3 separate regions of the Zea mays genome follow, and all the other regions are linked to region 3. The links are chromatin contacts, called in public Hi-C maps. All regions are on one chromosome and are shown on one strand. The core of a region is the stretch at or near the end of the contact, and the rest is flanking DNA. Distances in the headings are between cores, read along the strand shown. Region 1 holds the start of LOC103633043. Region 2 holds the start of LOC100283981 (proteasome subunit beta type 4). Region 3 holds the start of LOC100381797.

Evidence for each region. Hi-C and Micro-C count contacts between places; a contact is called where the count stands out from the background.
Region 1: a contact with region 3 is called in a Hi-C map of endosperm, with 4 times the contacts expected there. The contact joins the promoter of LOC103633043 here to the promoter of LOC100381797 in region 3. A contact is called at or near these places in 3 of 25 Hi-C or Micro-C datasets (bundle sheath, ear and endosperm).
Region 2: a contact with region 3 is called in a Hi-C map of tassel, with 3 times the contacts expected there. The contact joins the promoter of LOC100283981 here to the promoter of LOC100381797 in region 3. A contact is called at or near these places in 5 of 25 Hi-C or Micro-C datasets (ear, endosperm, leaf and 1 more).

The regions. Positions count from the first base shown.
Region 1 is chr7:146,652,409-146,655,844 of Zm-B73-REFERENCE-NAM-5.0, forward strand. LOC103633043 reads left to right here and starts at 1,366. Exons shown (of 2, transcript XM_008654728.3): 1 at 1,366-1,749; 2 at 1,837-2,698. The coding sequence starts at 1,481. The coding sequence ends at 2,158. LOC103633042 (transcription factor RF2a) reads left to right here. Exons shown (of 4, transcript XM_008654727.4): 4 at 102-840. The coding sequence ends at 436.
Region 2 is chr7:145,336,802-145,340,250 of Zm-B73-REFERENCE-NAM-5.0, forward strand. LOC100283981 (proteasome subunit beta type 4) reads right to left here and starts at 1,419. Exons shown (of 6, transcript NM_001156879.2): 1 at 1,104-1,419. The coding sequence starts at 1,216. It overlaps LOC100277031, which reads right to left. Exons shown (of 6, transcript NM_001407169.1): 3 at 3,307-3,449; 4 at 2,966-3,213; 5 at 2,551-2,706; 6 at 1,947-2,443. The coding sequence ends at 2,278.
Region 3 is chr7:145,929,520-145,933,018 of Zm-B73-REFERENCE-NAM-5.0, forward strand. It overlaps LOC100381797, which reads right to left and starts at 1,377. Exons shown (of 5, transcript NM_001361315.1): 1 at 1,136-1,377; 2 at 891-1,037; 3 at 293-769. The coding sequence starts at 701.

The DNA.
Region 1 (3,436 bases), core at 116-2,615, 720 kb after region 3:
GGCATGGTACTACTTCTCCTATGCATGATACCAGAGCCTGTGTGCATGCGAAATATATGAGAGCATAAGCTCACTAGTGTTTGCTGCTGTTGTTGGTGCAGCTTTGAACGACACACTGAAAGCTGAGGTCCAGCGGCTGAAGGTGGCAACAGGGCAGGGGCCGGCCAATGGTGGTGGAGGCATGATGATGAACTTTGGCGCCGTGCCACGCGCGTTTGGAGGAGGCAACCAGCAGACGTTCCACAGCAGCCAGAGCCAAGCGATGCAATCCATGCTGGCGACGCACCAGCTGCAGCAGCTCCAGCTCCACTCCCAGCCTCAGCAGCAGCTGCAGGCGCAGCATCTCCAGCAGGTGGCGAGAGACCTCAAAATGAAAGGGCATCTGGGCGCCCAAGGCCAGTGGGGCGGTGGGAAGTCTGGGAGCAGCGGCAGCTGAGGCTACTACTGGCACTGGAGTTTTGGTGTATGTGGTTACTGGTTAGCTAGGAGTGGAGATCCCCTTGTTCTAGGGGGGGGGGGGGGGGGGGGGGGGTGCTGCCGTGCATGTGTAGTTACCGTTAGCTCGGGCTATCTATCTACAGGCTCAGTTCAGCTTCAGTTTTACTGTTAACTCGGTGGCTCAGCTCTCCTGCAGCGTACTGTGTCCAGAAACTCGGATGGTAACAGGTGTTTTATCTGTCGGAATCTGTCTGTATCTCTTCGCTAGTTTAAAGGGTAAAAATGGTTGGGATTTCAGGGCTTCAAATGAAATCTCCCGTATTGAGCAAGAGTGTGTAGTTGGATGTACAAGAAGGGATGGAAGAAGGCAACGTTTGATGAGAGTCACGGAGTAATTTTTTATGGCGGCGTGATCCTAAAAATCGAGGGAACAGTGTTGTCCCGTCTTATCCTACTTTAACATCAAACTAACCAAACACATCCAGGTACTAGATGCATTGCTATTGCATTCGGATATTTAGGCTATCCGCACTCATACTACTCTAAATTTCTACTCTAAAAGTAATATTCTATACCCGTCAGCAAGATTATCTACTCTATACCACAATCCTCTGCAGTCATGTTTACTCTATATCTCAACTCTATACCAACTATCACATATTATATTATTTCTTTTCAATTTCTCTTTCATTTCCCATCCCAACTGCCACCTGCTGCTTCCGGCTGCCACATGCTGCCGCCAAGTGCTGGAATTCTTGCCGCATGCACGTTCTTGCACATATTTTTTTTTGGAAAACGTTCAACCACATGTTGCCGCATGTGAAAGGCTGAGACAAAATTTCTTTTCGCAAAAGCCAGTATGGTCCAAGGCTGCCAACTTTTATTTTTACAAAAGCAAGTGTCCTTCTACTCACGGGTGCAACAGCAACAGGTGACAAAGTTTGTATGCAAGTGTCTGTATAAAAGGAGCCGGGGATACTACAAATTGAAGCCAAAGCTACGACAACACACTTGAGAACACACTGCATCCATAGAGTTTCCCATGGCCGGCTACCAAAGTTCGTTTACAAGATTTTGGATGATGGACGAGGAAGACGACGACATGCATCACTTAGTAGACGACGATGAAGCTGAGCTTGCAACATACAACCACCTTGTGCAATGCGAGAGTTCTCAGCGTCGGCGACGGTCGGATGCGCCACCTAACCAAATACGTCCAAGAAACCTGGGTGATGCTGATGGTCATCAAAGAATTTGGCTTGATTATTTCGCTGATCAGCCTGTGTTTAATGACAGGCAATTCCGAGAAAGGTACGCCTCTGATGTCCAATGACCTATATGTGTTCAAATATTATTTATTCGTACAAGTTCATTAGGTAATGTTCCATTTACGTGCAGGTTTCGCATGCGGAGGCATGTGGTGTTACGCATTGTAGACGCTGTTCAAGCTCGGAACCCCAACTACTTCACTAGGAAACATGATTGTTGTGGGAAGTTGGGACTTTCCGCTCTTCAAAAGTGTGTCGCGGCTCTTCGCATCCTGGCATATGGCTTGTCTGCTAATGCCATTGACGAGTATGTTCGTATAGGTGAGTCCACTGCTAGAGAAGCATTACGACATTTCTGTCGAGCTATCATAGACGTCTATGGTCCGTATTACCTAAGGGCCCCAAACGCCGCCGATGTAGCAAGGCTCTTAGCGGAGGGTGAGCAACGCTGATTCCCGGGGATGCTAGGTAGCATCGACTGTATGCACTAGGAGTGGCGGAACTGTCCAAGTGCATGGAAGGGCATGTTCACCGGACGTGGGAAGCATCCATCTATGATTCTTGAAGCGGTTGCATCGCATGACCTATGGATATGGCATGCTTACTTTGGGATGCCAGGCAGTAACAATGATATAAATGTGCTTCAAAGATCTCCTGTTTTCTCTTCTTATCTAAGGGGGCAATCAGCTCCTGTGAATTTCCTGGTGAACGGTCGTACATACGACATGGGTTATTATCTAGCTGATGGTATATACCCCACGTGGCCTGCCTTTGTCAAGAGCATTCGTCATCCCATGGAGACAAAGACCCAACACTTCAGCACACGTCAGGAAAGTGCGTGTAAAGACATTGAGCGTGCTTTTGGAGTGTTGAGGGCTCGTTTTGCTGTTGTACGAGGGCCTGCTTATGGTTGGTACCCTAAACAGATTAGCGAGATAATGATGGCTTGTATCATCCTGCACAATATGATAGTGGAGATAATGCTTCTCACACATGATTCTAACTTTCTCTTGCTCAATATCTAATACCGATTGGTTGTGATTACGCATTTCCTGGTACCTTTTCTCATCAATTGTAGCAAGCTGCTGGAATCGCTCACCTTTGCGCACGCTTTCTTCTTGCATGATATTTATTTTTTGAATGGACAGGTCCTGCATCCTACTAGCATACTCTGAAGAAGATGTATCACCTGACACCGATTTAGATTTCTTGCTCGCTGCTTTAGCTCTGTCTCTACCAACCGGCCTTTTTCCAGCTGACTTGTCTGCATCAACGTGCACCCTGTTGGAGTCCTCTTCCAAGCCGTCGCCTTCTAGATGAGCTTCAGTCCCAAGTTGTGTTGGGTTACCCCATTTGGGCTCGTCCTTCATACGGTCCCAACAGTGCATGAATCCAAACGCATGCCCTTCAACCTCCGCAAAGTTGGTAGCTGCAAGTGATGTCTGCAAAGACGAAAACAGATTGTATGGGCTTGCTAAAACAATGTTATCGAACAAATAGAACTGTTTAGGAAGTGGAATGACGGAGAGGGAAGAGGAGCGGAGAGAGATATGGAGTAAATGAAACGGAACTCTGGAAATGGAGTTTTTCGAGCCCGTCCGTGTTTTACCGTCCGCGGTCGAGTCGCCCGCTGCGGCGAATATTTCACTGTGTAACGGACTCTATACCAGTAGCGTTCCATGTAGAGTGGACGACTGCGGCTAGCCTCATTTACTCCATATCTCTCTCCG
Region 2 (3,449 bases), core at 169-2,668, 590 kb before region 3:
TGTCATGTTATTTGACATCCCATAAATACTAGAGTTCGTTCTTATTTTGTCTACAATACATTGGTTGGTTTTTCTGTTTATACAAGATCAAATGACTAATATTGAATTGGTTCTCCCCATTGGTGAAAAGGTGGCAACAGACCTTGAGGCTAAGCAGCTTTTGCTTCTCGACAACCAAGCTAATCTGTGCGCACCTAGTTTCAGGTACCAAAAAATGTGATGAGTGACAGGCTAGTGTGTCTTGGCTTCAGCTATTCAGATCAGTTGCAAGACATCAGAGTTTGGATGCTGCCACATGGAATTTGCTTCATCAGTTGGAAGCTATATGAAGCCCCTAAAGCCGAATCTGTTCATTCTTTTTTCCGTGGATCAGCTACCTTCTTCTGGTCTTGCTTCGAGTCAAAACAACAGGTCATGCAGGCCACTGTTCTGATCCGATCTCTCATCTAGTGTACACTTCAAGGCGGAGGGCAGAAACGAATATGGTGTGGCGGACAAGGATCAGACTCACACAATTAATGACACAGCAGGGGAGTGGGTGGTCCATATGGGCCACGACACACCCTAAGATCATATAAGGTTAGTTAGCATAGTGGTGTAAGTACTATTTTTTGAACTTGGCAGTCAAGGTTCAAGTCCTGTTGATCTCTATTTTTTGTTTATTTTTTTTGATATTTTTCCTGGCACTCTCTAAGCGTAGCAGCTGACACAGGGACATGAGTCATCTTAGATGGCAAGCATTTTAGAAAACGGATTAGAAAACAAGAAATAAACTATGATGTCGTATTAATCAAGATGTCAATGATATAAGTACTAATTTTGCAAAGCCAACGTTTGAAGTCATAAATATGCGAAACCTAATATTATCGGTCCTAAAATATCAATTTTCTCAATATTCGACTAATAGTCCACCGCAAAATTTGCTCAAATCTTCGCCCAAAAGAAGCGGAGCGAAGTAACGCAAAGTAGGGATCTGAACCGCGACCGGAAGCACCGAAATCTTCACCCGAAGGAGGAGGACGAGGAGGGGGGGTAGGCAAAGTAACGCGAAGTCGCGATCTGAACCACGAACGCAAGAACCGAACATAGGCGGACAGACTTACTGCGTCCGCTGCGTCGCGCCTCCTCCTGCCGCCGCCTGGCTCCCGCCTGCGGGGTGGGATCCCGCCGGAATGTTAGGGCCGCCACCGCCGACGCTCTTGGGGAAGCCGTCCATGATGCTGAGCACGAAAGTATACGAGATTGGAGACGTTGGCGTACGGGTTGTGAGGAGAGGCGCCGAGCAGCAAACGGCGGCGGCGTGGTGTTAGAGGGGTGACCTTTTTCTTTCTTGCAACCGAAGACGAAGAGGAGAATGCCCACCCCGAAAGCGACTCGGAGCTTGGGTTCAGATCCAACACACCACGGATCGAAAGGTTTGGACTGGGCTAGATCTTGTGGGCTACTAGAAACATAGTACGTAGCAGGAGTACTAACAATGTGCCAGATCGATTTAGACCGAAAAGACTGGGTGAATTCGATTTAGGCCGACAAGACTGAGGATGAATTTAGTTCAGCTTTCTCAATAAGGTTCGAACAACTAGTTTAATTTAGTGGGTCTTTGATTTCTATGAACTAATTTTTAATCCTTAAATTATTAAATACGAAATCTAATAATTTAGGTAATAAAATGGAGTGACTAAAAATTAGTCTTTATAAACCACACCTTAGAATCACCTACCTTGATTTTTCATATACGGTCATCTATATTACTAAGCTATCATATTTTTATAGAATCTATAGTTGACAATTATTTCATCCAAACATATTTTATTTTTTTCATAATCATCAGCTCACGACATCTTTCTAACAGTCACAACTCAGCGAAATCAGATTTTTGGAAACAAACACCTGAACCAAACAGACCCTTGAGTCCAAGAGCACGTGGAACAAAACAACAACAACTTCAAATTGTAACTCGAGCATTCATCCTTTGTGATTTTGATGTAAATATAAAAGACATGTCGGCGTCAAGGATTAGGTTATACAAAGTCAACAGAAACGACTAAAACGAATTTGAATTTATAGTGACATAAACTGCTCAATAATTCGAGCATAATATAATGGCTTTTTTAGATAAATATATAAAATATATAATGGATATGACCTCCGGCCTCTGCATGCATGACTTGTATCCAACTCGTTTATTTGGCCCAGGGCAGTGATACTTCTGAGACACGTCGCTTTGTATAAGGAGTTTATGCCATCAGCCCGTAATAACAGCCATACTGATCTCAACTACAACACAATGACCTGCGACTGGCTCTGGAAAACCTCGACTTCTAGCCTTATGGATGCCCAGACTTGGCTGCATCGCCTGAGCTTCTCATTCATGCGAGCTATGAACGATCTAGCCCATACTTCTTCATCACGCTTCGTGCTCGCGCCACATGGAACTGAAAAACTGGCAACCATACTACAGCTAGTTTACAAGATTCCATGTAAAATCCCGCTCCCAAAGGAAAGAGCGGACCTGCCGACTGGGGCTGCTTACAAATCGATGCACTTTACCTCATCAGTTCCTCTTCTCTTCGTTCGCCAGCTGACCGATAACTTCCGCACACATATACTCGGTAGATATGCAGAGACTGCCTTGAGAGGTTCTGTATCGCTGCCTCAGAACTTGCATTGCGGAACAAATATGTTACCGGATAACCTAAAAGCCACCTGCAGATATTGAAACAGAAGCATGTTATTCAGAGAGCAGAGCAAATGTCAAAACTTAATCAAGATAGCATCCATAACAATGGCAGTATGAACCACACCTCTGTTACATGTTATTAGAACTATCAAAACGAATAAATTTGCCATTTTTTATGCTGATGCCGCTGTGCAAATGTTTTTTTCTTCCAAGTGTTCAAACAGTGGTTTCACTAGATCAAGAATTTCATGGTTACAGTTTTGATGACACAGAACCAGAAATTACCCATTCAGAGAAGGCAAGGCAATCTGGGTGTTCTCGAGGAAGCTACTCAGATCAACGACCAATAGGGTCCTGTCCTCAACGTGATTGTCAGTGCACTCTGCAACAACAGTACTCTGTGGATTTCCTGACATTTGCTTTGTTATTCCAGGTCGAACATCAGACAGATCTAGAGGAAATTTGGCTGTGAATTGATCTTGTATGGATACAAGCTCCAGCACAGTGTCATTCTCTTCTATGGTTGTAAGCAGCTGAACACAAACAACTTTTCATTAACAACAAATACTACACATTCACTTCACAGTAGACAGAAATACAAAAGTGTGGTCTGAGAAGGTAAATACATTGCAACATCTTTTCTCTAGGTCCACGAAAGCTAGCCCTTGCTGCGACCTTGCGTTTGGTGATGCATGTTCCGCAAGTCCTTTAACATGGATCAAGTAAAGCATATCTCCAATAATCATCACGCGGAGTGGATTCAATATGC
Region 3 (3,499 bases), core at 127-2,626:
TAAATTTATAAGCTATCTGAGCAAAAGGAAATCAGGGACTCAGTGTTACTGTTTTCACACTACATGTTCCTAGGGGGAAAATGTGGGGAACAGATCCTTCATGATCATAGAGATTTGCATAAGTCAATGAGATAAAAGTCAATTTTTATAAACATGCGAACTGCAGGAACAATGACCAATACAAAAGATCACATAGAACTGCCGGTACAAAACAAATGAATCCGTATATTAAAGAATTCCGATTCACACTACCTAATCCTCAACTAATTAATGACGAGGAATGAAAACTCACCCAAATGGCCCTGCTTTGCCGCAATATGGAATGCGTCGAAGCTGTTACTGGCCTTGAGTCCAGCTGACTGCACATCAGAAGCCTTCAAAATCTCACACACAACTTCGACATGGCCCTTCTCAGCAGACACATACAAAGCAGTCTCACCGTCCTGATTCTGGCGGGCAGCTAACTCCACCAGCAGCTCTGGATCACACTCCGCAAGGATCCTCTGGACATGTGCAACACTGCCAGCCCTCGCCGCAAGGTGGAGTGCGGTGTCACCCCGCTTCCCCGGGCTGTCCTTGTTCCTTTTGAAGCTCTGCTGCTTCTCCATGGACAAGAACTTGAAGCTTCTCTGCTTCTCTATCCCCCGGAAGCTCTTCAATTTCTCTAGGGCACCATGCCGGGTGCTGGATTGCTTCTCCATGCCCAAGACCAAATGGCTCTTGTTCACCTGATGGTATTGTGCTTGTGCCGAATCCTGAAATTGAGAGGCTTTAATCCAAGATGGGCGTACTTCCGAAAAACCGGCCCCAGTTGATGGAAAAAAAATATCAGCTAATAAGAATGTCTTTACAGAATCTAACAAGCCCTTCTGTATCTCTTGTATCCTCACCAACTGCTGCCGCTTTAGCTTTGCTTTGCTCCGCAAGAACACTACTTTGGCTGCTTCACACACAGACTAGGGTTCGTTCCCAAATTTGTCCATACAAACAGGGAGAAGAAATCTGGCAGATTTTTAGAACCGAGATGTCACCTCAAACTGCAAAAAGAATCAAACAAATTAGCATGCACATAAATTTCAAGGAGAACTAAAAAAAACGTCTCATCCCCTAACAAGTAGGTAAGATAGTTCCTCACCACGAGAAAACAAGCAACAAATTTTGAGGCCAAATCAAGAACACGCAGGGAGCAAGAGGGCGAGTGAAGCGCAAGGATCAGTAGTACTTGTCTTAGAGCTCCAAAAATCCCATCATTCTAGCATCAGCGAAGGGTGGAAAGGGCAAGGTGGGAGGCTGGGAGGGAGCTAGTGGGTATCTTGGAAGTTGGGCGCCTCCAAAGTTTTTCCACCGGCGGTCCCTCTCCCCGACCTGGAAGCTCACTTATTATTAGGTTCGTTCGAGTGATCCACCTCCCCTGCTTATCAACGAGGACGACGACTGCTGAAGGATGTGTGAGCAGAGCACGCGGGTGGTCTCCGGCTCCTGATTTTTCTATTTTTCACCCGTGGGGGAATAATTGTGTGACTTTGCTGCCTTCTTTCTTGCGTTAAAGAAAGATAAAACTTTTTCCCGGCCATATAGTAACCGTTTCCTCCACGTATACCGTGCTGTTAAGCGTCACACCACGTAGCGTGTATATGCTCCTGAAACGCGACAAATAAAAAAACGGACGGAGTAACTACCCCGTTCGACAATTTTTTTTGTCTCCTGGTCCGTATTTAGTACTAACTGTTCTCAAATATTTATCTCCCGCAAGTTTATATTTAAACTAAAACATAATAAATAAAAAAGAACGGACGTAATAACTTATAAGAAATAGGGTGTCGTTTGGTTCACATATTAATACGTGATGGATAACCTATAACGTTAAATCATGTTTGTTTAAGTCTAACCGTAATCGATATCATATTATAAATGAATATTGTCTTATTCAAATTTATTACCGCCGGTATTTGAGTGTAAATTATTACCATTTATGTTACATTTTCGTGAACCAAACGGCACCTATGATGATGATGCATCGTCGACCGATGCTAATCCAATACGTGCATTATGTGGTAGAATCTATATAAGAGCTAACTGTATCTGTAAGATATGATTCTAAGCAAATAGATCCAATCTATGAATTTGGTGCCTCATATATTTATAGCAAAGTTAACAGGTGACATATCGATCATGTGAACCTGCACGTTGGAGCATATTTGTCTATGCTTGTCAATATCACTAATGTTTGGACGGAGTGACCTAAAATATTGTTATTTTGTAGTCGCGATGGATTTTATTTATTTGTTTATTTATTTATTTATAGAATTATATCCGTCTGGTGGTGACATAACATGCATGAGGAACCAGTCGCTCATGCAAGTGGTTTTCCCCCCCTTTTTGTCTTTTGAGGAGGAGAGATGAAGACGGCTGGCGGGCCCGTATGGCTCTCAGCGTCACTGGTGTGAGCAAGCAAAAGCAAAAGAACCCCACACGTTAAATTTCTGACGCCGATGTTTGGGCTTTGGCCCCGGCATATGGAGGGCCCACGCATATGGGGAGCTACCACTGCCACTACCCGCAGCACGACTAACTGTAGACCGCACGGCCGCACCCAGTCCAAGTCCGTTTGGTACTCTGGTGGTGGTCTGGTCCCAGTCCCACTGGATGCATGAGCAAGTGCAGCAGGAGATCGGCAGGCAACGATGGTGGTGCACACTGCTTTGGCTTTGGCAGCCCCCATGCATACAGTGTCACAGCACTGCATCAGTGGTAGTGGTAGTAGCTAGTAGTAGTAAGTAAGTAGATCAGGTTGAGCTTAAAAGCTGCTTTGCGATCGATCAATCACGCATCAAAACAAAAAGGGCACCCTTTCTCCGCAGTCACAGGCTAACCACCAAGGCACAGATCGATCGAGCACTAGCTTGTCTCTGCGTCTGGTCTTTTTGTTTTTCTGCACGTGTCTCTATCGACATTCATTCGAATCCAGGCGCAGGTGCACGTCGATCTGCCCAGGAACCGAAAGAGTTTTGGTCACCGCGTAGTGAAACAGAGAGAGCATCATCATGCAGCAGACGACCCGCAGGCGGTGACACGAAGTCAAATGGTCAACTCGGCACGATTAAAGTGCCCATAACGCACGCGCTCACTTTGCTTTATTAATATGATTCCCCGATCAGGTGTGGTAGTATAGTGCACTGGCTGCTACGCCAGCCAACACAATCATCATAGTATCTCTGCCGCAGGAGGACGACGGGATTTTTACGTCAGCCCAAGAAGAACCGCACAAATATGTACAGACGATTTGACTTCCTGGACAAGGTGTGGTGCGTGCATGATGATTGACGAGGTGAAAATTCAAACACCACCCCCACTCTGGAGAAATTTATAATTTTGTCACTCTCAATTTTGACTTTCTTATTATTATGTTATCCCGTGTATATGACTGGTGGAATCAACTGTGTCTATGATTCGTGGGTTCGATAGTATATTAGCGAAACCCATAAATGGTAATGGTAAA